2 separate regions of the Sus scrofa genome follow, and region 1 is linked to region 2. A link is a contact called in public Hi-C data. All regions are on one chromosome and are shown on one strand. Each heading gives the region's core, a stretch centred on a gene start, on an enhancer-like site or on the middle of the called end of the contact. The rest is flanking DNA. Distances are from core to core; before and after follow the strand shown.

Region 1 (5,311 bases), core at 666-3,165, 130 kb before region 2:
ATGATGTTTCCCCAAATGACCCAACCTAGATCTGAATTTTATTGTCATGCAAATTATCTTCAGGAGTAAAGAGAGCAAAAGGAACTTGGAGCCTTGCGTTGAAGAATGACTGTTTAACTATGCTCATGGATGGAATTAAGGGGAGCAGGGGCATCGACGTTGCAAGGAGCACACCAAGAGCCCAGATCTTGGTTTCTCATACTACTCTCTGAGAAAAGGAACAAAACCTATAATGACTGGGTAGGTCAGAGAGCCAACAGCCAAAGCTAGAACAATTTAAGCAACAAAATAAATAAAGTACCATTGAATTATAGCCCCCCCATCAGATAAATATCCATGAGTTCTTCTTCATATATATAAATAAATAAATAAAATAGATTTCATGATTAAAAGAATTCCCAGAGTCCCCGTTGGGACACAGCAGATTAAGAACCCAACTAGGATCTGTGAGGATATGGATTTGATCTCTGGCCTCATTCAGTTGGTTAAGGACCCAGGGTTGCTGTGAGCTGAGGTGGAGGTCAAGGAGGAAGTTCAGATCTGGTGTTGCTATGACAATGGTGTAGGCCAGCAGCTGCGGCTCCAATTCAACCCCTAGCCTAGGAACTTCTATATGGCTAGGTGCAGCCCTAAAAAGCAAAAAAAAAAAAAAAAAATCCCAATACTTTATTGAAATATCCTCGGAGAAGGATAACTCCCCACTCCTTGTGTGTGGGCTGTCCCATAATGACTTACGCGCAGGGAATACAGTATGGAAAGGGGGATAAAGAGAGTAAGTCCGTAGGACAGAAACCAGCCGGGTGATGAGGGCTGTAAGCCACACTGGTAAGTCGTGTTGCTAGCTTGTGTGATGTGATGAAAATGGCATTCTTCCTCTGCGGTCTTCCTTTCCAAAACACAAACCCCAGTCTAAGCAAGAGAAAAGCATCAAGGACTAATCCCAGCTGAGGGACAGGCTACAAATACCTCTCTAGCACGTCTCAGAACTATTAGATCATCAAAAACAAAGTCTGAGAAACTGTCACAGCCAAGAGGAGTCTGAGGAGGAGACATGACTAAATGCAACATGCTCTCCTAGATGGGATCCTGGAGGGCAAAAGGATATCATGGAGATACTAAGGAAATCTGCATAAAGTATGTTAAAAAAATCTACGAATACCCATTCATTATTTGTGACAAGTGTACCAAACTAATGTAAGATGCTAATAACAGGGTAGCTACCTGTGGGGCATACGGCAATTCTGTACTATTTATACAGAACTATTTATCAAAATTATTCTGAAATTAAAACTTTATTTTTAAAAATGCAGCGGAGGTACTAAGGAGTTTGGAGGGGTGAGTGGGCAATGGGATAGAAAAGAAAAGATGGAAATAAGGGGCCATCGGGGAGGAGCCTGAATCTGGTTGGAAATCATAGGGGTCCCCCTGGTAGAACAACCGGGGTTACCTGGGACCCTCCGATAAGTGCTTTTTGCACTCCTCCCCATTCCACGCCCACCCCCAGCCTGCTTATATCTCAGTCCCCGTCTCTGCCCTGAGAGGACTCTGCTCATCAACAGGCCACACCATGGTTTTAAGGCGAGGCAGAGGGAGGCGGCAAGAGGAAAGGGCTATGAAGCAGCAGAAATAGCCTGAAAGCCCCCTCTCTCCCCCCGCTTCTTCCTTCCTTCCTCTTGTCTCTTTCCTTGTCCTCTCTTGGGGAGGGACAGGGTAAAATTATCAATGACTATTGCAGATATGCGAATTAATCAGACTTTGAGCAGGTCAGTAAGCCAACAGGAGTATTTGAAACAGACGGAATGGGTAACGCAAGTGCAGAAGAGCTAAAATGCAAACTGGAGACAGTGAGGCAGCCCGAGATGAGCAAAGCATGACTGCTCCCTAACCTAGAAGACCAAGAGAGGAGGCAGCTGTTGGAGCCTGGGGAGCAGGGTCACCCCGCAGAAGCTAGAACCACAGCTGAAAAGAGTCGCGGGCCCGAGGCAGAGAGAAGAGAGAAACCTGACGGCGTCTTCCCTCCTCCTGCCCTTTAGTCTCCGGCTTCTACTCGGAAGCAGGGAAACGAAGCCTTCAGACGTCCGCCCTCCTGGAACACAGGCCAAGCCAGGAAAGGGTGGGGATGAGTCTGAGGCGGTCAGCTCTGCACAATAAACCCTGTCTTTAGAGAGGCTATTTCTAGTTTCTAAAATAGTTTCTACTATTTCTAGTTTGATGCACAATTAGGTCTGGGCAAAAACAACAGATTGTTGAGGTTTTTTTAACTTGGAATTTAAAAAATCTTTTTTTATAAGCACCTACTATAGTAAACATGGATGATCATTCCTGTTTTATAACTGGAAGGTTGAAATAGAGCTGTTTTATGAGATCTCAGTCACAGGGCTGGGGAAAGACAGCATCTGTTTTATTTGTATCACCATTTTCTGTGGTTTTTTTTTTGAATCTTTTTCCCCTTTTAATTATGCACAAGGTCATTGGCAAAGTTGAAATTAAAATGGGGAGTATATACAGTACCTTGTCCAATGAAACTATTCTTCTGCCAAACTTCGCTTTGGAAAAGAGTGGTTCGATTGTTTCCTTTAAGGCCAGGATTTGCTCTGAACAAAGTGAAAGTTTCACACATTCTAAAAACAAACGAAAATTTCAAATAGAGGAGCCGGTACTTTGTAGTTTCTACTAGTGTTCAGGCACTTGGGAGGCAGGCAGCCAAGGCTCGAAAGGGAAGATGCCACAAATAAGCAGGTAGAAAAAAAAAAAAAGGAGTATTTAGCAAATTTTGAGACTATGTCTTGTCTTTCTAGGAGTCTTGCAGCATCTTAAGGGGTATTTCCATAACCAAAAGTGCCCTAGAACTTGAATGGACCCCCGGGAATGCTTAGCTTCTCATTCTCATGTCTTGTGTTACCAGATCAACTGGATTCTGGCTGTCTCAGTGATACTCTGAGAATCCAGGAGAAGTTTAGAGGCTCTTTTTTTTTTTTTTTTTTTTTTTTTTTTGTCTTTTTGCCATTTCTTGGGCTGCTCCTGTGGCATATGGAGGTTCCCAGGCTAGGGGTCTATTCGGAGCCGTAGCCACCAGCCTACGCCAGAGCCACAGCAACACAGGATCCGAGCCGCGTCTGCAACCTACACCACAGCTCACGGCAACGCCAGATCCCTAACCCACTGAACAAGGGCAGGGACCGAACCCGCAACCTCATGGTTCCTAGTCGGAGTCGTTAACCACTGCGCCACGACGGGAACTCCTAGAGGCTCCTTAATTTGGGGTTGAAACTGCTCTTGTCTGCAGCCACCTTAAAGGTTTCACACAGGAGACTTCTCTACTCTCCTTGGGATGATAGGGAGCTGGACAAAGGGGAATTTGATTGTTCCAAGGATACTGGGACACTGTAAATTCACAGCACAGATTTTAAAGGCTATTACGATTCCTAAGGTGCCATACCAGGGGGTGAGGGGGAGACGTGGTAGTGGTGGTAAAAACTTAACCTTTGAGAGGCTAGCATTGTTTACACCTCCAAAGGTCTCTTCCTATGATGACAAATATCTGTGTCTGAAAGAGCTTTAAATGAAATTAACTGCAGTACTGCAACCCAAACCATAATGCCCACATAGTACAACTGAGCTCTAGTGCCTCAAATTTAGTCTTCTCAAAACAGTGCACTTAGAATATAAAGTTTAGGGAGAAAATTATGATGAAAACTTAATAAGGAGGTATGAATCAGCTTTATGCTTCTCAAGATGCTCTTCAGTTTAATTTCAGAATCACTAAACACCAATGCAAGTTCTCAAAGACTTGAGCTCTATAGATGCAAATAGCAATCCTGCTGAGTACAAGCACTCGTTCAAATTAAATTGAAGTAAAGCATACAGATTTTCCATCTTATTATATACAGATATGGATTCATTTTATTTCATCTAGGCAAGGATAATTTATTATGTTTATCAATGCTGTTATTACTGTTCTTATGAAATTCCTCCAACTGCATATCAGTCACTTTAACAAGCAGTTTATTTTGTAGATCAAACTTAAACCAAAAGCAAAGTTGTCTTTGAACTTAAAATAAAAGCGTTATTGATACAAGTCTTTTGAAGCGATATAAAAATCACTGCTACATTATCTTTTTTTTTTTTTTTTTTTTCCTGGGGAACTTCCTAAAGTGAATAACAACTTCATTTGCTAACAGGAAACTCTGCAAGCTTTACCAAGAGTAAAGCTTGGTTATTAGGTCAGTTGCTTACAAATATTTTAGAACAAGCATGACTTCAGCATTTCAATATTGGCTAAAACAGCTTTAATATGCAAGACAGGATGTAAGATGCTTAGCTGATCCAAATGCCAGTCTATGGATTTGAAAGACTAAAGATCACATCACTAGAAGGTTGACAGAAGTGACACTTTGCAAAGTGCCAATGATTTATGCCAATGTCTTGCTTGATGATACTGTTATAGACAGCACTGTCATTAAAAAGTCCCTGCTGACCTCCTTCTACATTTATGGTGCACAAATTATAGGTGAGCCCAAAGATCGAACCCTCCCTGCCTTTTAGATTTCAATGACCATGTATTTCTCATTTAGGTTAGTTATTGCATGTACCCTCCTTTCTACCTGCCTCTTTATTTCATCTATAAACACGCAATGAGAAGGAAAAGAATGAAATTTATGCGGCTAAGAAATGTGAAAGTTATAAACACATTTCTCGCAAGCTCCCACAATCATACACTGGAAGGGATATTTTTTAAGTATCAAAAGTCTTTCACAATCTGCTCTTATTATGGAAGGTGACACCAGTTTTTAAAGAGCATGTTTGGAGGCAAAGCTCTGGAGCAAACTGTCAGAATTACTATGCCTTGACCTTCAGCCATGTGTAGGATATTCTATCACTGTGTGCTGACTCTTGGGCATTTCCAAAGCAGCTCTTAAAACAGCAAAGAACAGAGGAGATTGTTTTCTTAAGTAATTAATTTGAAATGTTTTCTGCTAAATTTCCACCTCAAATACATAAATATTTATTGTGTAAATAGGAGTGAGTTTTTAGAAATGCTTTGAAGACAAATTTTAAGTGACATGTTCTGAAATCACATTTACAGGAGTTCCTGTTGTGGTGCAGTGGAAATGACTCCGACCACTATCCATGAAGACACAGGTTCGATCAGGAATCTGGCTTTGCCGTGAGCTGTGGTGTAGGTCGAAGGTGCAGCTTGGATCCTGGGTTCCTGTGGCTGTGGCTGTGGCGGGGAAGCTGTAGCTCCGATTCAAGCCCTAGCCTGGGAACTTCCATATGCCATGAGTGTGGCCCTAAAAAATAAAATAAA
Region 2 (5,181 bases), core at 887-3,386:
CCAACAATGAAGCAGGGGAAAGAGGAGGGGGAAAAAAAGGAATCTTGGCATAATGTTGTGGAATTAGACCATGGAAACCCTAACAGACCCCTAAGTAAGTGTGACCAGAAGCAGCTTCCTATTATATTTATCGTTCAGGAAATATTGTCCCTTCAGCTTGCAGAAACAAACGGGGCCGGGACATTTCGGATGCCTTCGCCTTTTGCAAGGCAAGGAGCAAGATAGACACTTCTGCCCCCGGCTGAGGCTGGATGTCTTCATAAAGCTCTCAACGACAGAGATTTTTTTCTAAGTTCCTCTGTAAAAACAGCCCAAAAGAATGCAGAAGAAAACAAATAACTTATCTACAAAATGAGCAGATAACCAGCCACCCTCTTTACTATGCTTCCTATGAAAATAGGAAGAAAGAAAAAAAATTCTCCAATGACGCCCACATAGGTCTGACTGGATGCTGTATTTTTAAAAAGTCATTGAACTCCATGTGAGTTGGCATGCTCTCTTAAACGCTAAAGTTTTATGATGATTACAACAGACAGAAATAAGCAAGTTGACAATATTTATAGCCTGTGATTTTTTTTTAAATGCGTGGGAAAGATTCCCCATATTGTGTGATGCTGCTCCAACAGCCTTTCTGCCCATTCGCACACCCCAGGGTGGGATGTGGCCATGGAGGTGGTGTGGACACTTCCTCCAGGCGAGTTACTCAAATGAACCTGCCAGCAGCCCTCTCTCTCTTCTTTCTGCCATGAATTTTAGCCACCAAGAAATCACTCAAGCAAGATCACCAGATGAGTAACTAAAATACACCCTTAACCCAATATTTTCTAATAAAGAACCTGAAACTCAGAGCAGCAGAACAAAGACTCCACAATTCACACACACACACACACACACACACACACACACACACTAAAAGAGAACCCAAATTGGGTTTATATTCTGGTTCCCATTAAATTGGAGATGCACCTTCCTGAGCGCTGAACTACCAATGCTCGCTTTAACAGGTTACACAAAACGATTTCAGAGATTCTGCCCTGTCACTATTCAAGAACAGTGGCACTTGGGGGGGAAGGGTTCAATTTTTCAAAAAACTTCCCAGGTTTTGCTTTCTGGACTTCCAATTTTGGGGATGTCTCTTGGACTTGTGTCGAATATAGGTGGCCTCTGCACAATACACTTTGTGGAAATTCCACATCTATACTTGAACTGTTTTCACTTGAAGGACTTAGTACATATCTTTCCCTATTAGCACTTGCACAAAACTACCCAGCCAGTTCTTAGGGAGAAAAGCCTTTGGAGACAGAAGTTCTCATTTTTTTTTTTTTTTTGTTTTGTTTCATTTCTTCTTTGGAGAATTTGGCTTAGCTCTTTATACGGGATGGGCGGAATCTGCTAGATCCCTTGTGGGTACCCATCCAGAGAAAGACCTCAGGACAGGCCACAGTATCCCCTGCCACAACTTTGCCACGAAGAATATAGGGGACTGGGCCAGATGGGGTGGCTGAGACCAAGTGGGAATTGTACCCAGGAAAAATTTACTTCACCTTACTTCACCCGTTGGTGCAATACTGGGAACTGTTTTGGAAATCATAGATTATGTAAATTTCCTGGGATCAAACAGAAAGAGCAGCTAACAAAAGAAAGCCGGAAGTCTCCTACTGACAAACGACCAATTTCTTCCCTAAACTACCCTTTATGATGTGTGAGGGAAAACAACCTAATGGCTCTGGGGACTTTTAAGTTGGGCATTGAAGACACCTCGAGTTCCCCCCAAACTTTAGGGCACAGTTTGGGAGAGAGAATTTGTCTGTATATGGCGGGGGAATAAGTTTCTCTCATCTTGAGTGTTATCTAGGGGGATGCCTGAGGTGCCTCTTGAGGGTCCTGTGCGGAGACGTTCTAATTCTACAAAGGAGGAGAGGAAAAGGGAAGGAGAGAGGGAGAAGAAAGGCCAGGCGGAAGAAAAGAAAGCGCTGGAACTCCTTTCATTTAGCCTAGGGATTCAAAGACTAAAGTTAAATCCGGCCATAAAGTTTATTGCTTCAGACTCACAGGCGGGTGAGAACAGTCCCACCGAAATAAAAAGAACGTGCAGGCAGACAAGGTTCAGGGCCTGGTCCCCGGCGCGGGGGAGGGGTGCTCAGCCCTCCCCCCTCCCCCAGGTGGGGACCCGCGGTCCCCAGCGCCCCGCGGGCTCCAGCGGCCTGGGCTCGGCCTGGCAACCCAGGGGCTCTGCCTGGAGGTGCGGCCCGCGCCCGCCAGCCTCTGCCACCCTCCGGTTCTCCCGAGCCAGCCTGCGACCCGGCCCCGAAGGCTGCCGCCTCGACTCAGGGCTGCCAAATGACCCCGGCCCGAGAAGACGTATGGCCACAGCCCCGTAAGGAATCCCGCCAGCGTCCGCCTCGGCCCTGCCCGGGCCTTTCTTTCAAAGTCCCCAGCGCAGCGCGGCCTCGGCGCCCGCGGCCGGCGCCCACCCCCACCCCCGGCTCCCAGCACCCCCCCCCCGCCCCGCGCCCCACCCAGGGCCCCGCTGACCCCGCAGAGCCCCGACCCGCCAGCCCGGGGATGGGGCGGCCCGGCCCAGGCTCCGCACGCAGGCCCACTCGCACACAAAAATCATCTTTTTGCACGGCGGCGAGAGCAGCGGAAGTCATTAACATCCGCGGTGGTGCAGCAATTAAAGTTAGGCCTAAGGATGCGGCGCGGCCACAGGCGCTCTGCACCGCGGTGCCTCCGAAAGCTGGCTCGTGGTGCTGCTAATCTGGGCACAGGGAAAGTTTGCTCTTCCCTTTGGAATTCCGAGGCGACCTCACCGTTACAGAACCACAGAAACACATACACGCACACAGATCGCGAGAAACAAAGTTTTCAGAGTACAAATCAACTTGAAAGCGCTCAGGGGGCGAGCTTACCTTAACTCGGAGGGAGCCATTTTTCAGAGAGTTTTGAGAACTTGTGGGTTGGACACTTCTGGACCTAAAATTGACAATTTGAATGACCAGGCGGCACACGTAGCCTGCAAAAGAGTCAAATGGAGTCCAGCGTCAGTGAGATTATATGTTATGTGGTATATAATGTTGGATGTCAACTCCCCAAAACCATAAAACTTACTTTAATGGCCCCACGTGACGTTTTATAGCCAGTGAGCCGATCTGTCTGTGCTATGGATGATTTTACGATCTAATTCATAGACAAAACCCTATTCATTTGGCACCCAAATGTCATATAGCCGGAACTGGGGCTTATAAAGTTTACTGTTTTATAACTTTTAAAAGGAAAGAAGGCATCAGTGTAAGCAGTCGGTAAATGTGCAAATCTCTAGTTGCGCTTTAGCTGCTCTGAGGAGTTTCCCAATCAAGCTAGGATGGGGTAAGTACCTTCCATTTGTAGCAAATTAATTGTAGCAAAAGAAGCCAACTGGGTTCAGGAGGGCGAGGAGCGGGAAAGGGTGCCTGGGTGGGTTAAGGGCAGAGGGTTGGGGGCCACAACTTGACATAGCATCCTCTTCAGCAAGTGGAGGCCTAGGATTGCCTAAGAAGAGAGGCAGCATCTGTGTGGGCCCTGAGTGCCGCTAACAAGGCCCTGGGCTGGGCTGCTGCTCCTTTCTTTCTCTCTCTTCCCTTTTTTTTTTTTTTTTTTTTTTTTTTAAACCCAGCAAGTTAACTCGGTTTCCTCAGAGATGGGCAGGTGGGACTGAGGCTTTGGAACCACCTACAGCTTTTCCACCTCCTGGCCTGAACTCTCTACTGGGGCAGAGTTAGGAGGTCGTGGGTCAGGGCATCAGTTTGAGGTTCCTTTGCACAGGCAAGCTGCTCAGGTAGCCTCAGACTCACTGCCTCCCCACACTGGACAGACAGACAGAAGAGCAGAAAGAGCCGCTTGCTATTTGGCACAAACCAGACTAAGAGAGCTTACAATAGAAAGTTTATTTTTTGTTTCCAGTCAGTATTTTTTCCTTAAAAACAAATACAAAAAAAAAAAAAAAAGCTGATCACAGTTTGCTTTAACAGCCAGACTTGGACAATATTTGTAACTTTGTTCACAAAAACATACATCACTGAAGCTGCGCTTATAAGAGCCACTTCCAGAGTTCGTGCAAAGGGTCCTACAAAGGCACGCAGGGACACACCGCTCGGAGTCACAGTTTTCGCCACAGAGTCACTAGTCACTACACGTCGAACAAGTTAAGTTGTGTCTCATCAAGTCACCTCTACAACAGCATTAATTACACAAGGAATATAGGTAGTTTGAATAAAAATATCTTTAACAGCTTGGAGCTATTGAGACAGGAACACTTCCACTCACATGCACAGTTAAACAACTGGAGTGCAACACACAACATTGGCACTAAACGAGGTCGAAGGGGGACTTTTTTGTGTGTTTTTTTTTCTCTTTTCTTTTCTGTTATAGTTACTTCAAGTAACACAGCTTGCTTCATATAAATAAGTTAAAACATCTATTTTTTTTTTTCAAGACAAAGCCATTCAGGACAAAGAGATGAACAGAAAGCAGATCTACTTATACAGGCGCTATAATGGCAATAAACAGGCTCATGATTAAAAGATGAATTAGGGCAACGAGAACAGGGCTTCTTCACAGAAGGAACACAAGGGAGTTTCAGAAAGTCACCTTAGTACTGACACTACGCGGGAGCCGCTAATACTGCTCAGTACTTTAAACGCTCAAAGACTCAGGGGCGGAAGGCCCCTCCCGCCGCCGCCATGCTCATGCTTTTCAGCTTATTATCTTTTTTCCACTTCATTCTCCGGTTTTGGAACCAGATTTTAATTTGTCTCTCGGAGAGGCAAAGAGCATGTGCTATTTCAATCCTTCTTCGGCGGGTCAGGTAGCGGTTGAAGTGGAACTCCTTCTCCAGCTCCAGGGTCTGGTAGCGCGTGTAGGCCGTGCGGGCCCTTTTGCCTTCAGGGCCGCCTATGTTGTCTGCAACAGAAAGTCAGCGATTTAGCTTCCAGCTCCTCAGCCTCTGGCTACCATGGGCGGCCAGCTGGACCAGCCGGGGTCCTGAGCAGGGCACTGGGGAGAAAAGCTCAACAAGTCCTCCCTCCTCCTCCTCCTCCTCCTCCTCCTCGCCCGCCCACCCCTCCTGAATTTCCTTCCCTCTTCCTCTCTAGAGAGAAAACAATACGATTTGGACTCTGGGAACAATCGGTCCATCTGAGG

Evidence for each region. A called contact is a pair of places that touch in the nucleus more often than the background predicts.
Region 1: a contact with region 2 is called in a Hi-C map of omental adipose tissue, with 2.0 times the contacts expected there. The contact joins two enhancer-like sites. A contact is called at or near these places in 2 of 47 Hi-C or Micro-C datasets (embryonic fibroblasts and omental adipose tissue) and 1 of 2 datasets of contacts at active chromatin or transcription factors (skeletal muscle).

Annotation. Positions count from the first base shown.
Region 1 is chr18:45,559,690-45,565,000 of Sscrofa11.1, reverse strand. No RefSeq gene overlaps it. Among named protein-coding and RNA genes, the nearest start is that of SKAP2, 75 kb to the left of the region's middle. Within about 2 kb of position 1,915, at least 8 of the 83 cell types and tissues checked have an H3K27ac peak or open chromatin away from gene starts, as enhancers often do. A contact at or near this core is called in omental adipose tissue, where this site is marked.
Region 2 is chr18:45,431,651-45,436,831 of Sscrofa11.1, reverse strand. It overlaps HOXA3 (homeobox protein Hox-A3), which reads right to left. Exons shown (of 6, transcript XM_021079043.1): 2 at 2,913-3,016. HOXA5 (homeobox A5) reads right to left here. Exons shown (of 2, transcript NM_001195232.1): 2 at 4,109-4,941. The coding sequence ends at 4,691. Among named protein-coding and RNA genes, the nearest start is that of HOXA5, 4.6 kb to the right of the region's middle. Within about 2 kb of position 2,136, at least 6 of the 83 cell types and tissues checked have an H3K27ac peak or open chromatin away from gene starts, as enhancers often do. A contact at or near this core is called in omental adipose tissue, where this site is marked.